2 separate regions of the Mus musculus genome follow, and region 1 is linked to region 2. Evidence: chromatin contacts called from public targeted proximity ligation data. All regions are on one chromosome and are shown on one strand. The core of a region is the stretch at or near the end of the contact, and the rest is flanking DNA. Distances in the headings are between cores, read along the strand shown.

Region 1 (6,329 bases), core at 1,815-4,314, 1.8 Mb after region 2:
TCCTCCTTTCCCCCTTGAGGACCTATAAAAACTGGGACCCCTTTCCCCTCAGGGTTGACTCCTCTACCCCTTCGTGGGATATGAGTCGTCCCCAGAGTTCTGGCTTTCCCCAAATAAAGCCTCGTGTGGTTTGCATCAAGTTTGGTCTCTCGTGAGTTCTTGGGGGTCTGCTATTATCTCAAGACTTGAGTGAGGGTCTCCCTTCGGAGGTCTTTCAGTATCTGCTTTGGAATTAGGAGGTAGAATGGGAGCTTGCTCTGTCCACTCTATGCACTGATTGGGCATTGCAGTACTTCTGGGAATGGTGTATCCCCTCGAGGAATGCACAACCTTTAAAGAAGGCTCTAGGTGCAGCTTGTCTTACTTTTACCATTTTGTAGAGGTGATTGACTGTCTCTGTCTCCCTCTTGTTGAAATCTGGTCTTAGTCATGACACTTTTGCCTTTTTTGAGACAGGGCTTCTTTTTTTATTCCTGGCTGTCCTGGAACTTGCTCTGTAAAGTATGCTGCCTTCTAAATTCTGAGATTTGCCTTACTCTGCTAAGATTAAAGACTGCTTGCCACCACCGCCCGGCGTCTAAATTGCTAAGCATTCTAAGTACGTCTATTTTTCAACCTTATGTAGATGTTTAAAGTATACTTGTATTTTCAGACCTCTCTAGGCTTTTTGTTTCAATGGTTTCTGGTTCCCTCTGCATGTACACACAATTTAGGGTACATTCTAATACATGTAGGTAAAACATGGATGCTGCAAAGTCTGTCATTATTTCTCAGGCTTAGGTTTTCCAGCTTTCCAGAGCTTTTTTATTTGTTTGTTTGTTTGTTTGTTTGTTTTGAGACAGGGTTTCTCTGTGAAGCCCTGGCTGTCCTGGAACTCACTTTGTAGACCAGGCTGGCCTCAAACTCAGAAATCCACCTGCCTCTGCCTCCCAAGTGCTGGGATTAAAGGTGTACACCACCACTGCCCGGCTTTCCAGAGCTTCTTATTAGTTTTATTTCAGAGTTCTCAGGAGTGAAACTTGCTCTTTGTAGTGGTTTCTTTTATGTGTATGTGCTTTGGCTGTCTGGATGCCTGGGCATCATTTGTATGCTTAAAGACCAGAAAAAAAGTTCAGGTTCCATGGCAGAGAATTGCAATCCTCCACGAGGTGCTTCTGTAAGAGCAGCCAGTGCTCTAAATACTGAACCATCTTCCCAACCAGAAATTTACTTCAAACAATTTGAATGTTTTGTCTGTTTTTTGTTTGTTTGTTTTGTTTTTTTTTAAAAGAAGTTGAAATCTTCATAAATTCTTTGACAAAGGGCAAGAAGTTCCTCTGTTTTTTTGTGTGTAGAGCCTGCCTTCAAGTCTGGACTGTGGGGACTGCAAAACTTGGGCAAGTTCAGTTTTATCCCAGGAATCAGATCAGAATGCTGTTTTCTTTTCTTCCTTCTTCTTTTTTTTGTTTGTTTGTTTTTGTTTTTCGAGACACGGTTTCTCTGTGTAGTCCTGTCTGTCCTGGAACTCACTTTGTAGACCAGGCTGGCCTCAAACTCAGAAATCCACCTGCCTCTGCCTCCCGAGTGCTGGGATTAAAGGCATGTGCCACCATGCCTGGCTGTTGGAATTTTTTAAAAACTATTTTATTGAGTTCTTATACCTCTATCTCCCTTCCAACCCTTATTCCACCCTAATCCCTTCTAATCCCCCAACACTAGATAGGAGAGAAAAAAGGCTAGAGGGAAAGGGGAAAGGAGAAACAGTAGTCTCTAGGCGACTTCCTGCTGATTAGGGACATCGTGTTTCTTGGGGCAGTGATATCTTCATAGTCAGGATATCTCCAGCTTCTCATCAAACTTCAACACCAGGAACCAGGGGCAGCAGTAGGAAGCAGCAGCTGCCTCTGCCTTCTTCAGAGGTCCTCCCACCTCTCTAGGACCCCTTACACTTATCCCTCTCCAGAGTCCCCATAATTGCAAATGTAAACTATCTGCAGCTGGCAAAAAAATCATACTCCTCCTAAATTATGAGACAATCATAGTTAACAGCTATGGACAAACTGAAGCATCCTCTTATGCTACACCTGGGATTTAAAAAAAAACCATATTTACGTGACTGGGTTTTTAATGTAAAAAAAAAGATTTATTTATTACATGAAAGTACACTGTAGCTGTCTTTAGACACACCAGAAGAGGGCGTCAGTTTTCATTACGGGTGGTTGTGAGCCACCATGCGGTTGCTGGGATTTGAACTCAGGACCTTCGGAAGAGCAGTCAGTGCTCTTATCTGCTGAGCCATCTCGCCAGCCCCCTGGGTTTTTAAAGAAATAAAATTTCTGACTATAGCCTTAATTTGAGCAAATAAAAATCATAACCAGGTCTCTACTTTTCAAGAAGAGATGGTTCAGTGATTAAAAGCACTTGCAGCTCCTCCACAGGACCTTGGTTCCATTCCCAGAATCTAGAAGACAACTTATAACCATCTGTATCTGTGGCTTCATCCTGGAGATCCGACTCCTCTGACATCCTTGGACTCCTGCACCCATGTGCAGCCATATGCAGACACACCTACTGATGGTCAGAAAATAGAGAATAACTTCTGAAATTCTTTTAATAGTGTGGGATATAATTAACACAAAATAGGGAGATGGAAGAGACCTGGCTCCACACAGTATTGCAGTTTAGAAATTATGCTTTTCACAGACAGTGCAAAGATGGTCCTTACTTTTTGGTTCTCCTTAAACAAGCATGTCCTGTTTGAGGTGTGTGTGCGTTTTGTTTGTATATTCAAGACAGGGTTTCTCTGTGCAGCCCTGGCTGTCCTGGAACTCCCTCTGTAGCCCTGGCTGTCCCGGAGCCCACAGAGATCCTCTTTTCTCTGCCTCCAGAGTGCTGAGATTTAAAATGTGTGCCTTTTTGAAGGTTGGGGGTAAGAGGGGAGGGATGGAAGGAAGGAGGGAAGAAGAGGGGCTAAATGACAGTTTGGGGCGGGTACAGAGTGAGAGACCCGAGTTGTCAGACTGAATCCGGCGCTCGCTGATGATGCAGTAGTGGCGCGCCGGAAGTGCAAGCCACGGGCTGGTCTGCGATGGCGACTGCCTCGGCTCGCTGGAACCATGTGTGGGTCGGCACTGAGACCGGCATCCTGAAAGGTGAGTATTAGAGTTGTTTGTGGGACAGTGCAGGGGTCGCTTGTTTGTCACCCCAGCGTGACTGACGTCCTCGTCCCTTAGGGGTGAACCTTCAGCGGAAACATGCGGCAAATTTCACACCGTCCGGACAGCCGCGGCGGGAGGAGGCAGTGAATGCTCTGTGCTGGGGCACTGGCGGCGAGACCCAAGTGAGCAGCCTCTGGCCGGGCCGGAGCTAAGGGATGCCTGACAGTCTTGCCCTTCTTCCATCATTCCTTTCTCTGCTGGCAGATCTTGGTGGGCTGTGCGGACAGAACCGTGAGGTACTTTAATGCTGAGGAGGGTACATTCCTGAGCCAGAGATACTGCCCAGGCGGGGAAGGCACGTTCCGAGGTCTCGCCCAGGCGGATGGGTAAGGACCACCCACATTCTAGCCCAGGTTACATAGCGTTTGGGGCTCTCTTGGATTGAACTGAATACTTTAAGTTAAACACTTTAGGTGATACAATCACTGGGATAGGTGATTGCAAACCAAGGTTCTTGTTTACGTTCATCCCTATAACATGCATTCATCGGACAGCGATTGAAAGCATGAAGGAAAAGTATAAGGATTTTGGGAAAAACACATGCCTTAATAAAGTTTGCATTCTAGATAGAATTTTTTTTTTTTTTTTTTTTTTAGATTTATTTATTTATTCTATGTAAGTACACTGTAGCTGTCTTCAGACACTCCAGAAGAGGGAGTCAGATCTCGTTAGGGATGGTTGTGAGCCACCATGTGGTTGCTGGGATTTGAACTCCTGGCCTTCGGAAGAGCAGTCGGGTGCTCTTACCCACTGAGCCATCTCACCAGCCCTCTAGATAGAATTTTTATCCTGGCTCCTTTATAACGTTCTGTGCACATAATTTAATGTTTTTGAACACGTGTTTAAGTAGGATTGACAAAAATATAAGATAATGAAGCTTCCAAAGTGGTGGCTAGGAAGGAAGAGTCACCAAAGTTAGTAATCTGGGAGCAGCTTTTCTAGATCGATGAAGAAAGAAGGCTGCTTTGGTAATTCAACAGGTGAGCTCCAGACAGGTTATATAGAATGGAGTTTTGAACTAGGTCTTGAAGTACAAGTATATAATCTTGACAAAAGAGATACAATCTAAAAAGCAGATACTGAGCAGAGACTAAGGAGGAGTTAACATACTAAAACGCTACATACATAGGACAAATGCCATTTGGAGGCTGAAGTCAAGGAAACATCAGTATACATGTAAGTTTGGCATTGTATTTGGTTGCGATTAAATGGAAAGGGCTTTTGTACTGAGTTGAGATCTTATCTCCTAGATAATAGAGTGTATTGGGTTTGAATAGGAAGTGTCATGGACAGAGCTCTGAGCCTGTAGGAGCAAGGAGTATCACAAAGGCTCTTTGCCACAGCCCAGGCAAGCAATCTAGAGCTTAAGCCTAGGGTGGCAGATGTGTGGAAGAACACAGACACAGTTGTGCAGAGCCTGGGAAACGGCTTGGGCTTCCAGGGAAGAGGTTTATGTTATCGTTGTTTGGGTTGGGTTGTTTATTTCTGGGGGCTGGGGGAGGGAAGGTATGTATGTTTTGTTGTTTAGTATCTCATGTAGCCAGGATGGCCTTGAACTCACTATGTAGCTCAGACTGACGTGGAATTCCAGGTTCTCTCTTTACTCCCCACACTGGTAGCTGTGCACCATAAAACCTGGCTTATACTTTGTAAAATCCCAATATTCTCTTGCTTGCTTTCAGCACCCTTATCACATGTGTGGATTCTGGGATCCTCAGAGTCTGGTGTGAAAATGACAAAGAGGCGTCCTCTGACCCAGTAAGGTTTACCTGTCCCGGTGGTTGAAAGGATGGGAGCTAGGGTAGGGGTCTGATGGGGAATTTGGTAAAGGAAAGATTAAGGGCTTTGAGACTAACTCATCTCTGGTTATTTTCAGCTCTTGGAACTGAAGGTGGGTCCTGGGGTGTGTAGGATGCGCCAAGATCCCACACATACACATGTGGTTGCCACATGTGGGAAAGAAAATGCTTTGAAAGTATGGGACCTACAGGGGTCTGAGGAGCCTGTATTCAGGGCCAAAAATGTGAGTGAGTGATGAAGGGTTGGGGAGATGCTATGTTTGATTGAGGTTGGGGAAGTGAAAGCCACTGACATGACCTAGATGGCTTTGGGGGTATGGAGGATTGGAGGAAACAGGTCAGGCTTATCAAACTTTGTGCCCATATGTACCTTCCACACCAGGTGCGGAATGATTGGCTTGATCTCCGAGTTCCTATTTGGGACCAAGATACACAGTTCCTCCCTGGGTCACAGAAACTTGTCACATGCACAGGGTACCACCAGGTGAGGCTCTTTTTACTCCCGGATTGAAGTAGCTTGAATTCAGAAAAACAACAAAAAAAGTGTCTCCTGATAGAGTAGGTAGGTTGCATGGTGTAACTCTGCCTGGGTTATCAAAGGAGCTCATACTTTCTTAGTCAACAAAGCCCATGGCTGAGCCTACTACTTTCCCCTTACTGCATTCCAGGGTGGAATTCTGAACTCTGGGTTTCTATTTCTCCTTCCTAGAAGGGAAAGCAAAGGGAGTGCTCCTTCCACAGGAGGTTCCACAGGGAACAGATATCATGGGTGAACATCAGGTTGTCTGCAAAACAATTATATAATCCTTCCATGAAGTACTAACCAGGCTCATGAGATCTGACAGTATTAGGCACAGTCTAGCTAGTATGGTCATAGAACTTTGTAGTCCTCATATAGTCTGATTTGCTTTGGGGGCCCCTTTCATGTCTCAGCTCCACCAGTTTTGTGTGAGTGCTTAGCTAGGGATCTTTGTGGCTAATTCCATTTGAAGTTGTGAGACTCTGGCAGGGTTGGGTCACTGTTGTCATTTGTCTAGTCCTGGACATGAAAGTCTGATAGAGGTGCTAGGCCTTTGCTCATAACATGTGAGGAGCTCCCCATTGCTCCCTCAGCAAGATGAAGCGTTCCTGTTCGAAATTCACCATTTTCTAGCTTTTCTATCCCTCCACTGCCCATAAGACTATGCTTATGAGGGCTCCTGAGCCCTTTCCGCAGTATTCTGAGATGAGATTAAGTACATACCTCAAACGAGAAAGCCGTCTTGCCAGGCATGGTAGTATGTCCACTTTAATCCCAGCACTGGGGAAGCAGGTGGATCTCTGAGCTTGAGGC
Region 2 (6,663 bases), core at 3,807-6,306:
GGCCTCAGGTCAGTGAGATGGTGCAGTGCTTTGTAGGGCTGCTTGCCACCGAGCCTGAAATTCCAAGTTTGTTTCCTGGAACCCATATGGGTTTTTCTGACTCTATACCTGTGTGTGTGTGTCTGTCCATCCATGTATGCACACATAAATACATGCACAGCACACACACACTAGGCCTCCACAAAACTAATTTAATCCATTAGAAGACAAGATGCCTACCAGGCTGTGGAGATGGCTTAGCAGTTAAGAGCACTTGCTGCTCCTCCTCCAAAAGACCTACTAAGTTCAGTCTCCAGCACTGGCAACTCACAGCAACCTCTAACTCTAGCTCCTGGGGATCCGATGCCCTCTTCTGGCCTCTTTGGGCACTACACACAGGCACAGGTGCAGATACACCTATACATAAATATAAATAATCTTAAGAAAAAAATGAGGGGGGTGGGCAGGATGGCTCAGCGGGTAAGAGCACCCACTGGTCTTCCGAAGGTCTTGAGTTCAAATCCCAGCAACCACATGGTGGCTCACAACCACCCATAATGAGATCTGATGCCCTCTTCTGGTGTGACTGAAGACAGCTACAGTGTACTTATGCATAATAATAAATAAATCTTAAAAAAAAAAGAAGGAAGGAAAGAAAGAAAGGAAGGAAGGAAGGAAGGAAGGAAGAAAGAAAAGAAAAGAAAAGAAAAGAAAAGAAAAGAAAAGAAAAGAAAAGAAAAGAAAAAAAAAAGAAAAGAAAAAATTATACCAAACTGGGCCAATGAGATGGCTCAACAGATAAAGGCCTTTGCCACCAAGCCTGGTGATATAAGTTCTACCTTGCCAGTCCATATGAAGGAGTGAACCAACTTGTAAGTTGTCATCTGACCTCTACATATATGCTGTGCCAAGTGCTTATCCATACATACACGAAGACATATATACAAATAAATGCATGTCATTAAAAAGAAGTTAGCTCTGCGTGGTAGCACACATGCCTATCCTAGAGCTCAAGAGGCAGAGGCAGGTGGATCTCTGTGAGTTCAAGGCAAGTCTGGTTTAGAGTGAGTTCCAAGATAGCCACGACTACAGAGAATCCCTTTCTTGGAAAAACACAAACAACAACAAAGAATGTTAAAGGGCTGATGAGATGGCTTAGTGGGCAAAGGTACTTGCTACCAAAACTACACCTGAGTTTGATCTATAGGACCCAGGACAGAAGGAGATAATTGCCTCTACAATACATGAGCCCACACATACACACACACACAATAAATAAATGTAACAAAAAATTTTAGCCGGGCGTGGTGGTGCATGCCTTTAATCCCAGCACTTGGGAGGCAGAAGCAGGTGGATTTCTGAGTTTGAGGCCAGCCTGGTCTACGAAGTGAGTTCCAGGTCAGCCAGGGCTATACAGAGAAACCCTGTCTCAAAACCCCCCCAAAAAAAAATTAAATAAATAAATTAATTAAAGATGCCTGAAAGCCACATAATTACATTGCTGTGTGGTCCAGGAGGGGTTATGGCTCTCTGTACAACCAGTGAAGTCTCGTGGAGATTTGATTCCCTGGCCCCTCCCATGGAGATTCAACTCATGGCCTTGGACATTCCTGGAAAGTACTCAACAGTTAAGCCACATCCCCAGCCTGTGGAAGTGACTTTTCAACCAGGACAAACCTCTCGCTTCAGGTATTTGAGCTGAGCCTAAGGCAGGAGGATCATTTGAGGCCAGGACTTTCGGGCCAGGTTGGGCAGCACAGAGAAGGCTACTCTGAACCAGGAGAGCTTTAAGAGCAGAGGCACGTGCAGTGTCCCTGCTGCTCGGGGCTCACTACCTTCGCCAAAGGTGAATGGCAGCTGCCCAGCCTGGCAACCCATGTCACGGGCCAGCGTCTGATTATCCCGATGCCAAACAGGTCAAGGTGAGAAGGAACAGACGAGTGACAGGAGGGAGGACAGGGCACAGCCTCTGTTTATTGAGTGGTAGGCACAGGAGAGGTAGCCGGCTCCAGTGTGGAAGCAGAGGTGGCAGGTCATGCCAGGGCACTGTGGGCATCTGGTATCCTGGGGCCTTGTTTCCATTTTAGGGGGATGGCACAAGCTCACTACAATAGGAGCGGCAAGGAGCCGGCCAGAGGAGAGAAGCAGCCACAGTCTCCTGGCAACCTGGGCAAGAAGCAGCAGACGTACTTGGCACAGGGGCCAGGGATCAGGGGAGCTGGGGCCTGGGTATTCTAAGGGGAGTAAAAGCAGATCACGTCTGTGGTGTAGAATAGAGGCTGTGGTGGTGACTACCAGGTCCTGGCACCTGGGAGAAGAGCAGAGGAGTGGTCCTCGTCTGGCTGGCCCCTCCCCAGCCTGGCTCACGTCCGATGGCACCATACCAACTGCCAGAGCCCAGGCTGCCGGACATGCTGCGGGCAGAGAAACAAGGTGAGTCCCAGGCAGTGCCCAGGGCCACATTCTTGAGATGGGAGAGGCTGAGAAACAGAGAGCCCTAGGTCAAAGGGCAAACTGCTTTTGTGGGCAGGGGTGGGCACTGGGAATTCAGAGGGGTTTCACTCAGAACAGACTGGTTCCCATTGCCTCGTGGAGGCAGGCTGGATCTCGAGGCACTTCAGGCAGGGTAGAGGCGCCTACCTGGTGCTCTCACTCCGGCTATGCTCCCAGGAGCAGCCCTCATCCTCACAGTGGCCAGCCCGGTCAAAGAAGTAGGATCGGGAGCCAAAAACCTGCCCATTGAGGATTCGACTGGTGCTCTGTAAGGTATGGGGAAAGAAGTCGGTACTATGGATATTTTCTTCTGCTGCCGTAACTGTCCCAGGACCCCAGACCAGAATTCCCAGGGTCCAGCCCTCTATACTGGACCAAGAGGTGGTTGGGGGGGGGTCCCTACCAGATCCTGTGGGGGCCGGTGTACCCGGAAGAAGCCCACCAGCAATGTGGTGGGCAGCAGTTCCCAAACGAAGAGGATGAGACCAAACACCAGGTAGCCTTTGTTCCCTAGGTCATTCACCAGATCTGCCTGGGGAAAAGCAGGGGCTGAGGACATTCTGCCACCACAGAGGCTGCTGGCAGGGCCCTGGCCAGCTGGAGGCTAGTTATTATAGTTACCAAAGAAGGGACAAACAGGACCAATGCCTACCTGGTCAGATACGTTGTACCAGTCGTAATCGAAGGCATCTAGCCGGCTCCGAGGGGCCAAGGCCAGAGCTGCCAGGTTGTAACAGGCCCGGCTGGCATAGAGAAGGACCATGGCACCCCCTATAGCAGCTGCCTGACACACGCTGGTCCCCTGGCAGAGATGACAATAGAGGATCTTCATGGAGAGGAGGGCTCCTATATTCCTTTACATCCTAAAGAACTCTGTCCAAGGACCCCCAAGGGTGCTACATCAAGGTTGGTGGCTCTACCTTGGCCTCTAAGTAGATGCTGGTGGAAGGGGCTCGACGGGCCACAAGGCAGAGGCAGGCAGCAAGCGAGAGGGCACAGATGACGAAGAGAGAGTCGCTCACCAGGACACGTACCAGCAGAAGGACCCAGGGCTGTGCCTGGCGCTGGCGAGACAGCACTGCACACAGTACATTCACCAGCAAAAAGAGCAGTGAAGCACCCACGAAGGCCCCTCGGACAGCCAGCCTGCAGCCCACAGCAAAGTCAGCCCCAGACCACGGATCCCCTCGGCCCTCACCAGCAACCCTGACTCCTCAGGAGACCCCAGGGTCAGTTAGAACTCAGATGGCCACACCTAAACTCTGCTCATCTCTTTCTGCAGATGAGGAAACTGAGGGGGTGATTGAGAGCTACAGCATCATAGGAGCACCGGGTCAAACATCTGTTCCTGAGTGGGCCTCATTCCAGCTGTGTGACCTTGAACATGGTGCTTTGTCTAACTGGGCCTCAGTTATCCTCTCAAATGACGATAGGAATAGCACCTCAGGTGAGATGTGAAATATCTTTATAAACTAGAAGGCACTGTGTAAGGACAGGGGTGTTGCAGCCAAGGTCACTAAAAGTGCAGCAGGACTTCATGCATTCCATGGGTTGGAGCCTCCATCTTTCTCCACCACAGGTGATATTGATGGTCTCTCTCCCCTGACACTATCATAGATGTCTGTATCAGACGCTTCAGGTTTCTCAAGCTCTATCACAAATACTTCTGAGGTTCCTCCTGTCTCAACCCTGCTGGGTGGGCTTCCTCCCTGCCACTGACCCATTGACATCTCCAGTACTTACAAGCCTCGGCTCATCTCTGGCCGACGCTTCGCCTTGGCCTTGAACACCACCTGGGAGCAGAGATACCCCATCACTCCTTTGGACCATTGAGATTGCCCTCCTACTCCCACCACACCGGTTCCCGTGGTTACCTGCACAAAGTAGAGGTTCATAAGCGTCAGTGTGAAGAACTGCAGGCAGACAGGGCAGCAATAGAGAAGCCAAAAAGGCAAGGGCCCCAGGCGGTTGGCCCTGGGAGTATCTCGGAAGTAGAAGGAGAAAAGTGTGGTACGCAAGGCTGCCCAGAGCAGACAGAGCGCCAGGAATACTGTCTGATAGCTGAGGCGCTTGTGCCCATACAGAAGCACCAGCCAGAGCTGGGCATAGACAGAGAAGAAGAGCAGAGCATATAGGGCAGTGTAGGCAGCGGTCAGCCCCAGGGTCACTGTAGGCGGCAGTGCAGGTACCAGCCCAGCTGCAGGCACCAGACCAGACAGGTTACTCTCCATGTCAAGGAGGGAGGCCTGAAACCCGGAGACAGAGATAGAGGGCTGGCCAGAAGCCAGGGAAATAAATACGGAGGGGTGGGACCTGCAATAGGTGGTGAGACCTGGAAACTCTGGAAAAAAGAAGTTGAGGTTGTCAGGCCTTTCCTTCTCAGCAGAGTCGGGCGTGGGGGTGGGGGTGGGGGTGGGCACGGGTAACCTGGGCCCTGGGCCCTAGACCCGTCACTCTGGAGTGTATAAAGTGGTCTTTCCTACCCAGGGCAAATGAAATGGGGGTTGGGGGTGTCCCTCCCTGGGCCAGCCCCAGAGCCAAGATGCGAGGATGCAGTGGCACAGAGTCCCTGGCCTTGGTTGCTCGTGTCCGGCTGGCAGGAGGGGGAGAGCCGGCCGATGCCCGTCAGCTTAGGACAGCGGCCGCTGCGGGGGCGCCCAACGCCCCGCTCTCCCCCTCCCCAAGCTTGGTTCCTCTTTCCCCTCCAATAATCCGGATTGGGAGGCTTCTTCCTCTGTCCTCAAGATTCCAGACGTGTTCCCCCACCGCGTCCACCCTCAGCCCCGGTGAATAAGAGGAAGTCGATGTCAGGTCTCAGGCCGCTGCGGGGTAAGCGGGATCCGGTCGCCGGGACACCGGGCTCCAGCTCCCCGGCTCCCTCTGCTCCGCCCCACTCCTGCGCCTGCGCGGACGTCCGTTCGCTACGTAAACTGCGTAGCGACCGGCAGGGACTCCGAAGCCATGCGCCGCGCCCGGCGTGCATCTCTTCGAGAATCGCCGCAAGGTGCGCTGCCGGCGGGTGTCCCGGGTTACGGATGGCGGCGGGCGGCCGAGAGTAGAGCAGGCCGCACGCAGCAAGCACCTGGGCTACCAGTGCCATGGACCGCCAGCTCTTAATGTTTGGGGACTACCATTTCCCACGCTTAGATTCCCAAATCCACATCGCGTTCGGCGTGCCCATATGGGGGGCGGCAACGACTTCCCCGCACAGGGTCACTGAAGGAAACTTCCGCCCACAACCAAGATGGTACCCGGACCCCGCCCCCTAGCTTCTGTCTGCAGGCCCCGCGCTCCGGCCCGGGGCAGCGTACGCACACCTATCCTGGCAGCAGAGGCCCCTGGAGCCCCACGGCTCGCCTTCCTGGGCGCCCCGTCCCTTCTTCCGCACCCGGGCGGCCATCCTGCCGTAAAGGAGCTCCCGAAATGGCGCGGGGGGTTGTCCCCAAGACGGGCAGTGCAAGGCCTCCACGATCGGGAAGAAGGAGCTGGTCTTCCCATCCCGGTCACTCGGTCCAGGGGGAGCAATAACCATCGCAACGACCATTGCATCCGACGGCCGAGCTTCAGTGAACGGCTCTATAAGTAATCACTAAGCTGTTTACAGAGTTTTCACCAGCTCCCCAGGGAGGTGTCATTAACCCCATTTTACAGGAGGGAATTCGGGCCCAGAAGGGCTGGAGGACTTATCAGCCGAAGCAGGCCTCCAGGATCCAAATGGGAACCCCAAAGCAGCCCTCGCTGGCTCCTGCACACGCCCTAGGCTTGAGGAAGTCCGATCCCGGAATCCGGAGCCTGGGGAGCGACGCGGGAGGAAGGCGGTGGAGACCAGCAGGTCGGCGCAGGGGTGGGACCTGGCTTGGGGTGGCCCCGCCTCCAGGCCGACCCGGGATTTACTTCGAAAACTGATTGGGTCAGATCTGTGACAGTTCTCGTCGCCCAGGAAACTAGGGCCGGGCGCCCTTAGAACTGGAGGGAGGAGGCAGGCCCGGGTCAGGGGCCTCGAGATCGGGCTTGGGGTGAGACCTATTCCCGGTCCTAACGGGCAGGGGGAGCGCACTAGTGTCTGGACAGAGCTCTGAAGAGAGATTTAATATTCGGGCGACAGCCAGGCAGACTGAGCAGACAAATGAGGGATTGGGAAGATTTGGGGAGTTGAGCTACCGTGGTGGGAGAGGGAGACAGGAGTACCTC

Evidence for each region.
Region 1: a targeted proximity ligation map of pancreatic cancer cells shows a contact between it and region 2. A contact is called at or near these places in 1 of 39 promoter capture datasets (liver) and 1 of 130 datasets of targeted methods (pancreatic cancer cells).

The regions. Positions count from the first base shown.
Region 1 is chr19:8,732,775-8,739,103 of GRCm38.p6, forward strand. Wdr74 (WD repeat domain 74) reads left to right here and starts at 3,065. Exons shown (of 11, transcript NM_134139.1): 1 at 3,065-3,131; 2 at 3,213-3,319; 3 at 3,402-3,523; 4 at 4,880-4,955; 5 at 5,074-5,220; 6 at 5,379-5,480. The coding sequence starts at 3,068.
Region 2 is chr19:6,936,137-6,942,799 of GRCm38.p6, forward strand. Gpr137 (G protein-coupled receptor 137) reads right to left here and starts at 5,057. Exons shown (of 7, transcript NM_207220.3): 1 at 4,347-5,057; 2 at 4,216-4,265; 3 at 3,393-3,618; 4 at 3,125-3,274; 5 at 2,876-3,004; 6 at 2,620-2,738; 7 at 1,921-2,393. The coding sequence starts at 4,703. The coding sequence ends at 2,234. Bad (BCL2-associated agonist of cell death) reads left to right here and starts at 6,426. Exons shown (of 4, transcript NM_001285453.1): 1 at 6,426-6,488.